2 separate regions of the Danio rerio genome follow, and region 2 is linked to region 1. Evidence: chromatin contacts called from public Hi-C data. All regions are on one chromosome and are shown on one strand. Each heading gives the region's core, a stretch centred on a gene start, on an enhancer-like site or on the middle of the called end of the contact. The rest is flanking DNA. Distances are from core to core; before and after follow the strand shown. Region 1 holds the start of gfi1b (growth factor independent 1B transcription repressor). Region 2 holds the start of stom (stomatin).

Region 1 (5,056 bases), core at 2,274-4,773:
TTTCTTAATAAACTTTGAACTAAGTTGTCCATTAAATTTTTTATAAATATCCACATAGTTAATTTACTTAATAGTTTTAAGGCAATGGGTTTTCTAGATAGCTCTAGTAAATTGTTTCAGGGATAGTTCACCCAATGATTAAAATGTCATCATTTACACAGCCTTGTTTCAAACCTTTATAAGATTTTTTCTTCTGTTAAACACAAAGGTAGATATTTTGATGAACCTGGAAACCTGTAACCATTGACTTCCTTAGTATTTGTTTTTATTTTTACTATGGAATTCAATTGATACAAGTTTTTTGCATTCTTCAAAATATCTTCTTTTTTGTTCAAGAGAAGAAATATCTCATAAAGGTTTGGAACCACTTGAGGGAGAATAAATAGTGAGTAAATTTTAATTTTGGGTGTGAATTATCTATTTACGTAGTCAACTAATTGCTTTTTACAGTTTACAAAATCTTGAAGTTGACAGGTTGCTTCAAAACAGTTTTTGCCAACAATATCTTTAAAATGGGCTCACCAGATATGTAAAAGGGACGTCTGGTGGCGGTGGGCAGCTCGGGGAGTGATGGGATTGGGCAGTCAGGCTCTCGCTCACACTTGATGAAGTCATACGGGTCTCTGTGGGACGGACGGGTCACTGGATCTACCTGAGGCCGCTCGGGGGATTTACACTCTTTTGGTTCCAGAGGGACCAGCGCTGGGACTGAGAGGTTACAATAACGCCATTGAAAAATCATGTCAGACAATTACATTCATCAAAATAACCCACAGTGTCTCTAAAACATTTATGAACACATTATAGACACAGTACTAAATGTTAGAATGTCAGTGTTTTTAAAACTCAAAAATTCAACCAAATGGCATCTGATGCAGATTTTTTTCAATTGAGTGTTATTTTACAATGATGTTGTGTTACACTTTAAAAGATATCTGTTAATTAACTGTTTATGTCTGTATATTGTAATTCAAAAGTGTTTTCTGTTTATTTGCAGTTGTGAATTGCATTATAGGACCTTGATCTCTGCTCTGTCGACTTTGGATGTTGAAAATTCAACTTTACAGTTTAACAAAGTGACTTTTATTTACATTTTAGTATGAATATTAAATAATATAAAGAGAAATAAGTCTGTAAAATATCAGAAAATGAAGTGGCAGTTTATTACAAGGTGTTATGCCATAAAATACAACACCAACTCAGACAATATGTTACTTCAAACTATTAAAAATGTTAATAAAAGTCACTTTTTCAAACTTTTTAAGGTTAAAAGTTACTGGAAGAGAGGTCAAGGTCTCGTAATGCATTTCAAAAGCATAAATAAACAGATTTTTAATGTTAGTTAACATGAACAAACAACGAACAATGCATTTATTACAGTATTTATTCATCTTTCACATTAGTTCAAGAAAATAAAGTCATACGTTGTTAGTTCATATTAACTCACAGTGCATTAACTAAAGCATGAATATGGATTTTGGTAATGAATTAATGAATGTTGAACTCTGATTAAATAATGCAAAAGTTTTGTTCGATCTTAGCTGATGTTATTAAGTAAATGAACTAATGAAACATTATTGTAAAGTGTGGCCCCTTATGCTTATACAATTTTCTTTTCCCAAATGACCACCAATAGCAGTTATGAACCTGCGAATAAACCGTTCTCTTGTTTGAATAGGCCTGTACTGTATAGTTTGCATATTGGTATCATCCACCCTAACTGCTCCACAGATTACAGACGTCCATGCAGAACAACCTATTGAGCTAAACCTTCACACACAGCACACACGCACACACACACACACACACACACGAGGCCCAGAAACACTGTCTAAAGTAAGCAGCTGTCAAGCTTTTGAGACGCAGCCCTAGAATCAAATAACAGTCAGCCTGAGGCTCAAGCACCGTTTGCAAACATCAATCTGACAGGTGCTCAGCACATCAAATCTTTCATTTCCCTCTAAGGACACTATTAGAGATTTTAGAATGAACGTAAAAAACAATTTGCAACAATTGTCTCGTGCAACATATGCCAAATGCTGAATTATATATTACTTTAGCTGCTTGTTCAAACCACTAATTTAAAATAAGTCGAAACAACACAATTCTCGTGTTAATTGTTTTATCTTCAATCCATTTAAATTTGTAAAAATGATAACTTAAATTTGTAAAAAATTATAACTTAACTGATTTGTGTTGGGAAACAATGAAAGAATTGTGTGGAACCCTGCATTTTTTTTTTACTGTGTATGCTACACTGTAAACCCCAACAGTTAACTTTATAAAATTAAATGAGTGTAGTTAACTCAAGATTTACTGAAAGTTAATTCTTCTCATTTGAAAAGAGTTTAGAACTCAGTGTTGAAGGTAATGAGTTAATTAAATACCTCATTACAGTACTCATTGATTTTTTAACTTAAATGGTTTGTAGCAACTGGTTTCCTCAAACAGTTTGGGTTGCCTTAACTTATTTGGTTTTACAGTGTATATAAACTTCTTAACAATCACTTTTTAAAAAATTAATTATTGGCTTGAGTTACTTGAAGAACATTCATTATTATATTTGTTTTTAGTGAGTAAAAAATATTTTAGATAATCAAAACAGTGATTGCACTAAGAAAAAAAATGTTTAATTTAATTTTAAATACATTAATACATTATTTCTGTTATTCTACTACACTGGAAAATAGCCTTCATTTAACCAATAAAAAAAATAGGGTAATGGTTTTACATCAAAATTTGATCACTAGAGCCAATGAAAAATAAATCATTTTCCACACATTAAAAAAAATCCTGTTTGCCTTATAATTTTAAGCTGAATTAAATTAATTTTATGAGTTCATTGAAATGTTAATCTGACTTAAAACAGCTTGTGTAACTAATAAAATTCAGTTAAAACATCATTAACTTAGTTTAATAAGTTACAATTACCTAAAAACATATACTGTCAGGACTAATTGATCGTATAATTTTTTAAAGTGCATGAAATTGCAAAGCATATTGAGTTTCTGTTTAATCTGTGTGAGTAACCTTAAAATCTTACATTGTTCAAAACAAATATTTCCTAGTTGAGCTCTTAATCAACACCATTTGAACTTAAAGTCTATTAGAAAAATAAAACTATTAATATTAAACTGAAAGATATGAAAATTAAAACGATACATTTTTAATCGGATGAAGTACTGCTTTTTTTTTGTATTTCTGCATCAAACCAAAAACGTTTTGCAGTGGCATTTGTGTGAAAAACATCATTTAGAACTTTTATCTGTAAAGTACAATTCAAACTAAATATAGAATATAATAATAAAACAACAATATAATAATACAGTGAAATAATAATAATAATTAAAAATCAACAACAGAGCATTTTAGTGTGAATACTCACTTGTTTTGGGTTCTGGTTCCGGGAGTTTTTGTGGAGCTTGTTCGGTGTCGTTTGGTCGATGCACATTATAAGACTTTTTACTTTTCACCAGAAACGACCGTGGCATGATTCCGTGATTCTGTTAAATGAGATTTGTTTACTGAGATGCTTTCGTTTGCTGTTGTTGTCATGATTGCCGCATAAACTTGAACATATTCGTGACTTCTCAAAACTTGAAATTGTCCAACAAATTATAAATGACAAATGCAATAGGCTACGATGATATTGATTCCTTTATATTAAAAAAAACAACTTGCTTTAAAGGGTTGATCTTTATATATGTCTAAAAAATTAAATAATAAAATTAAACACATAGTTAATGGGCTACAATAGCTATTAGGCGGTGATATAATTCTTTTTAACTTTCAGTCAAACTTTGCTCTGGTTTTAGACTTTTTTATAGCTAATTGTAGCCATAAAACAGTATATTTGTTAATAAAAATATATTATATCTACCTAATACTAATTCACTTAAGCTAGAAAAACTATTTCAAACTTCTAAATAAATAACTAATTGCGTGGAAAAAAATTACCTGAAATGATGCTGTGTTTAAAGTCCTTTGATTGTTTGAGTGGCTTCGAGCTGATGAAAAGTGCTAGGAAATCCGTTGTGATGTTTAGAAACTTAAGCACTGCATTGCTGTGAGTTGCTTGTGTTGAGTTTTTTAACTCCCCTCCCTGATTTTCAATCCGATAATTCTTGCGGTGGAATCTGACTGAGCTTTCGACCAATTACAGACGCAGAGCAGGTGCGACATTTGCCTACTAAACGCAAACTTAAACATCCTGGTATATAGGCGCTCTTTGACATTAGCCTATGTTTTAAGCAGCATATTAGTTTTTTTAATAAATAGCAATTAAAAAAATGTTACTGTATTTGGTCAAGCTATTTACATTAGTCGTAAATTATTATTATTTTTTACCTGCCTACATCTCAAAATCCTCCTATATGCGTTTAAAAATGTAATTAGTTAACAGAACAAATGCTTCAGATACTTAGCCAGACATTTATCTGCTGTCATTTTAACAATTCTTCATCATATTTTGTGGTCATCTGTTGACTTTTTAAGCCCTTTATTACAGCTAGCGGGCTTAAAACATAAAACCAATAAACCAGTAACACATTTGCTTGATCGTCCCTCAAAAACACACACCAAACCTGTAAAGTTGGTACCTCAGAATGTTTGCTTTCTAATATTTGCACAGTTGTGTTTTGGTTGCAGCCATCGGCGTTTTATATGATATCTTTGATTATTAAAAGCACAGCTAAGTTATCCGCTAAAACAAAGTGCTGGATAAACCTGAAATATGTGTTTATTGTCTGTAAATTCGTGTTTGTTTGCTTGGTGTTTTAAAAAAAAGTATTTACCTGATCGGTTTTATTTTATATTAGCTCACCTTCACCTTGTGTTACGCGCATTGAGAGATCGATTTAACGTAATGTGTGTACGTCCCCTTGTGGACCGATGGTGAACTGCAGCTATACAATATCCAATTCTTTATAATGGGTTCAGATGTCGTCTTTTATCCGTTTTCTTTTCTCTTCTACCTTTCTTTTGCCTTTTATGAAAATAATGAACATTTTGCTGACAACTCAAATATTAATAAGATCCTTCGATAATAATTAGGTCC
Region 2 (5,156 bases), core at 81-2,580, 260 kb after region 1:
GCTGAATACACAATTGCCAAGCAGAATCAGCCTTTGCCTTCTCACCAAAGTCTCTGCATTGTCCTCCATTCATCTGGTTACAGTGTGTACATTTTGAACTAAAACTGATTCATTTACAATATTTATTTGAAACATTTAATTTCAGTTAATGTTAAAATAAACAAAAGGTTACATTAGATTTAAATGACTATCTCTAAATCATATCGTTTTCCCTTGTCAGATGGTGGGCCAAATCAAAGGTATGGGCCAACTTTGGCCCACGGGCCCTAGTTTGGACATCTCTGGTATAATCAAAAAGTAAGAATAAACAACAACAACAACAACAGAAGTATGCATGTTGCCTCAAGCCATCTGCAATGGCAATACCTTATAGGCTACTGTTTATTGATATTTTATATAGTGTTCTTGTTTAAGCAGGAAAAACACCACAAACAGGTTTTCTTCACTGTGTTTATTTAAAAACAAAATCTTTTTTTAATTTAAAAAGTTAAAGACTGACAAACTTTAAAAAGTCATCTTTTTTTGGATCTTCTGAGGAATATTGGAAATTAGTAGGCTAGTCAATAGTGCTGTTCACACAGGCGAGGACGTTACGGAATTTTTCCAGAAAAGACCGTTCACACATCCATTCCAAAATACCGGTAAATTCTGACATCATTCACCACAAATTAGCCTTAAACGGCTGCGCTTTTATTTGTAAACATTTGACTACATTACAAACTCTGTGGATGATCAGTATTGTGAACAACTTCGATGAAAACATATAAAAACATATACGGTAATTTCCCGGAAATCCTGTATGTGTGAAAGGGACTTCCATAATAGGAAAATACTACTTTGAGAGTCTGGTTTCCAACATTCTACAAAATATCTTCTTTTGTGTTCAACAGAAAGTGAAAATTGATAAGTTTGTAACAAGTTTTTTTTTTTTTTTGACTTCAATAACAAACATACACATTCCAATCTTACACAAAAAGGACAATGGTAGTAATAGTGATAATAACTTAACAGATCAGGTTAAATAATATTATAAACACATAAAACTGTAAAAAAAAAAAAAAACTGAAACAAAATAGAGAAAGTAAAGGGTGAATAAATAACGCCATTTTCATTTTTGGACTATCCCTTTAAGTAAGAAACATGCACCATCGATTAAGAACACGGTCTTTAACTTAAAACGTTATTTTTATATGAACTCCCCCGTGGGTAAAATGATCTGGAATTTCTGTGGTAAATACTTCCGTTTCTAGGTTACCTCTATGAGACTACAATAATGCCCGCCCACTCCAGCCCAACCTCTTCCAGTGAGAGAGGGGGCTGTACTCCACGCAGAAACCCGATCATCTGTCCCGTGTAGAAAAAAACATCACAGAGAAGATCTTTTGCTTGGAAGTGCATTCAAGATCTGCTCCGTATCAGCCTGAATAACTCAAAGATTACACCGACCATGGAAGATGGCAGAGAAACAGCTGCGATGAGAGAGGAAGAACGGAGGAAGCGACAAATAGGTCTGCTACTAAATAACTATTGTTATTATTTAATGTCACGTGTTTGTACCGTTGTGTGCATTGGATATGCGCTACATTCATTTGACGTTAAAAGATTTACCCATGCTAGATATTTCTATATTACATGTATTTAAATAGATTTTAAATGCATTTATAAATATGTAAACATTAGAAGCGCGTTAATGGTGCATTTATTTTTTTTAAGGTCTTTTATTATTGGTAGTGCACCATGGGTGTGTCTTCATATGCTCTTGTGCCAATCTGAGCAACAACAGGTCCTCATAATATCCTGACAACGTTTAAAAGAGTCTTCTAGCATTGTGGTATGGAACAAGGACTTCATTCTTAATCATAACAATCATTTGGTGTTTTGTTTGTTTTTGCCAGACTCTGAATTGAGCTCGAGAAATAATAAAGGTATTATCATTTTAAAATATATTTAATATAATATAGAACAGTGTTGTTACATGTTTGGAGTTATGTAGTTTATTGTGGTGCAGTATTGTGTGTAGTAACCCATATGAAAAAATACTATAGTAATGTATAGTAATTTAGTAAATAGTGTTTAGTACTTAAATTAATCAGTTGTGGTGATTCTATAGTTGATATGGTAATACAACTATAGTAATATAAACAAATGACCCTGTACTGTAGTTTTTTTTCCATCTATAGGTTATAAAATAACATTAATTTCACCCCTTTTATTGTAGTAGAAACAAGTTAATACAATGGTATGATGTAGCATTCATTAATCCAATGTTGTAAATACTATAATACTATGCTCAGCATAAATGAGTATATCCAATTTTGAAAATGAATGTTTTTGTCCATTTTCAGTGAATATGGGTAATATATATTGGTGCACTTAAGCAAAACAGATTTATTAAACAGATATATTTATTAAAATATTATTTTAGTCACAGTACGTATTTAGAAATGGAAAGATAATACATTTAAATAATGCAAAATATTGCAAAAGAAATTATAAACTACAAAATTTCAACAAAATTGTATATCTTTTTTGTTGCTTTTGATTTTTCCTCTTTTAAAAATTTGTATTTAATATTTTTCTCTGACTTATAAATTTGGGTATACTAGTTTTTGGACAGTTATCGTAAGTTATTTTTGTTATATAAGCTCCAGATTTAACTTCAGCACTGTCTAACCTAATGAATATGCACAAATATAAGATTGTAAAGCATCCTATAGAAAATATTAATTTGAATGAGAGATTTGTGAGGGGTGTACTTATTTATGTTGAGCACTGTATATACTGTCTGATATACAGTTTATTTTTTATGGTTAAAAACTATAGTATTGTTTCATGTGCGAGTGTGGTATGGTTTTGTAAGGTAGGTGTGGTTTAGTAATAATAGTAAAAAAAAAAGGTAAATTCACATTATTTGTGCTGAACAAAATACTTTATGCAAAACATTTGCAGCAATTTTGAAGCAATCAAAATCTATCAATTAATTTACAGGTCAAAGATGAGACTTCTTAATTTAGTTTCTACATCATTTATAAATAACAAATGCATATTTAATCTATAAAATCACTCAATATAAATAAGTTGTTACAGAAAACATTTTTCTTATTTAGAACCATATAATAATTCCAATGTTGCAATATATTTAAAAAATAAATAACATAATTATTCTGCCCTGTACTTATTGAAATATAACAAACAATAGGGCGGGCCGATGAATTGAAAAGTAAGTAAAATAAACATTCATAATCGCTCAAATTTGTTCAGGTCAATTTTTTTCCGATTACTTTCCCTCCAATGTGTGGTCACGTGACCCTGCTCTATTGAAGCTGATTTATACTTCTGTGCCGAGCACACGCGTATGGTCCAGCGCAGCCTTCAAGCATTACATTTGCATTACATTGGTGTTGATTGGAAGCTGTGTCAGAGATATCTTGAGGCAGCATATTTTTCCATTTCAACAAAATTACTATTTACTTTAAAATATTTGTTTACAGAAGATTATTATTATTCAGATTAGATTATTATTTACAGGACATACAAGAGTTATTTTATTTAGAAGAGATACTGCTTAGTTTTTACTTTTAATATAAAAAAAAAACATAATTTAAGTTGTTTATTTTCAATTTTTTACAAAAAAAGTGATTGTTTTAGGCAATGCGTCTTTTAATTTCAGTTGTTCAATCCTGATGTTCAATAAATAATAGATAGTAGATAGTGTGCGTTTCCTTCAATTATTTTAATATAAAGTAATGCACCCTTCATTTAAAAATCTCTCACTTGTAATATCTGAGCACATTTACTGTATAAAACCTGTCAGTGAACGATGAATGCAAAAAATAAATAAATAAATAAAATAATCATTTAATTACCGTAATCGAGTTTAAATGTTCAATTAATCGAGATTTTGATTTTAGGTCAAATCGCCCAGCCCTATAAAATTTGTATATTTAAAGTTTTTGAAAATATACAGTATGGCTGACAAATTATGGCATAAAACAATGATTTTAAATTAAAATGTAGTATTTATTATTTAAAATCTGTAAAACAAGTTTTTTAAAAGTATAATATTTTATATTTAGACTATTGTTTTTAATTCTAAATATGTCTGTCATGATTATTTTGTATATAAACAATTGTTGTGCTAAGTGACATTTTATAAATACTGTAAATCATATTTAAAAGAAACATTCATGACATGGTCAGGCAAAATAAATAAATAAATAAATAAATAAGTAAATAAATTCAACAAGACAATTTAATATATCAAATAAATGTAAGCAGTATTGTGTATAGTTGTGCTGTCTTTTGAAAGCGATTTGATTTACAATGAACCCTGTCAAAAAGCATTTAGTTCAGGAGTTTCTTCAGATCATGTGGCCTGTGGTCAAAGATCTCGGCTGTAATGCAATAGCTGTGAGGCAAGTACAAGGAAGAAATGATTTAATCATTCAACAATTACTGTGATCATTGTCCTGCTCAATGATCATATCCTAGCATTCAGTCTTACTTTCCTTCGACTGTCCCAGCAGTAATGTAATTTGTTCTTGATGTATTTGCGTCTGCCAATGGTCATGTCTTATCCCTGATTAGAGAAGAAGGGCTTGTAGCCTAATAGTCTTATAGGCCACACACACAGTAGCTTACAGTTACGTTTCTCTATAGATCAATGGTGTCACACAGTTGATGATTCTCAAGGTAGGTGACATTTATAAGCAAATTAATGGCAGTTTTGTTTGTTAAATTTGTTTAAAATCTAAGAAAGCATTCATTTGCATTCACTTGCGTGGCTTGATTTAATCAATGTGATTATGACGATTTCTTGTTTATCTTTTCAATACTGATAATGCACTTTAATGCATGCAATTCAGTTTGATGCTACAATATTCTGATTTTGCATCTTTGAACTTATGTAACTTTCAGTTTTTTGAGGGTAACATGCATTTGTTGTCTTTTTTTATATCTTTATTTTTATTCTGTGGCGGTATAATGTGTGTATTTATATACATATTTGTTTTGCTTTTCAGCCTTGGAGAACACAGACAGCGACATTGGTTTGTGTGGATGGATCTTGGTGATTTTTTCCATCCTGCTCACGTTGCTGACCCTTCCTCTATCTATATGGATGTGCATTAAGGTACTTAGGGGTGGTCCTAATTAGT

What was found. A called contact is a pair of places that touch in the nucleus more often than the background predicts.
Region 2: a contact with region 1 is called in a Hi-C map of hematopoietic stem cells, with 2.9 times the contacts expected there. The contact joins the promoter of stom here to the promoter of gfi1b in region 1. A contact is called at or near these places in 1 of 18 Hi-C or Micro-C datasets (hematopoietic stem cells) and 1 of 4 datasets of contacts at active chromatin or transcription factors (embryo).

Annotation. Positions count from the first base shown.
Region 1 is chr21:18,679,629-18,684,684 of GRCz12tu, forward strand. It overlaps gfi1b (growth factor independent 1B transcription repressor), which reads right to left and starts at 3,524. Exons shown (of 6, transcript NM_001271841.1): 1 at 3,386-3,524; 2 at 523-708. The coding sequence starts at 3,491.
Region 2 is chr21:18,944,473-18,949,628 of GRCz12tu, forward strand. It overlaps stom (stomatin), which reads left to right and starts at 1,331. Exons shown (of 9, transcript NM_131758.2): 1 at 1,331-1,508; 2 at 5,022-5,131. The coding sequence starts at 1,448.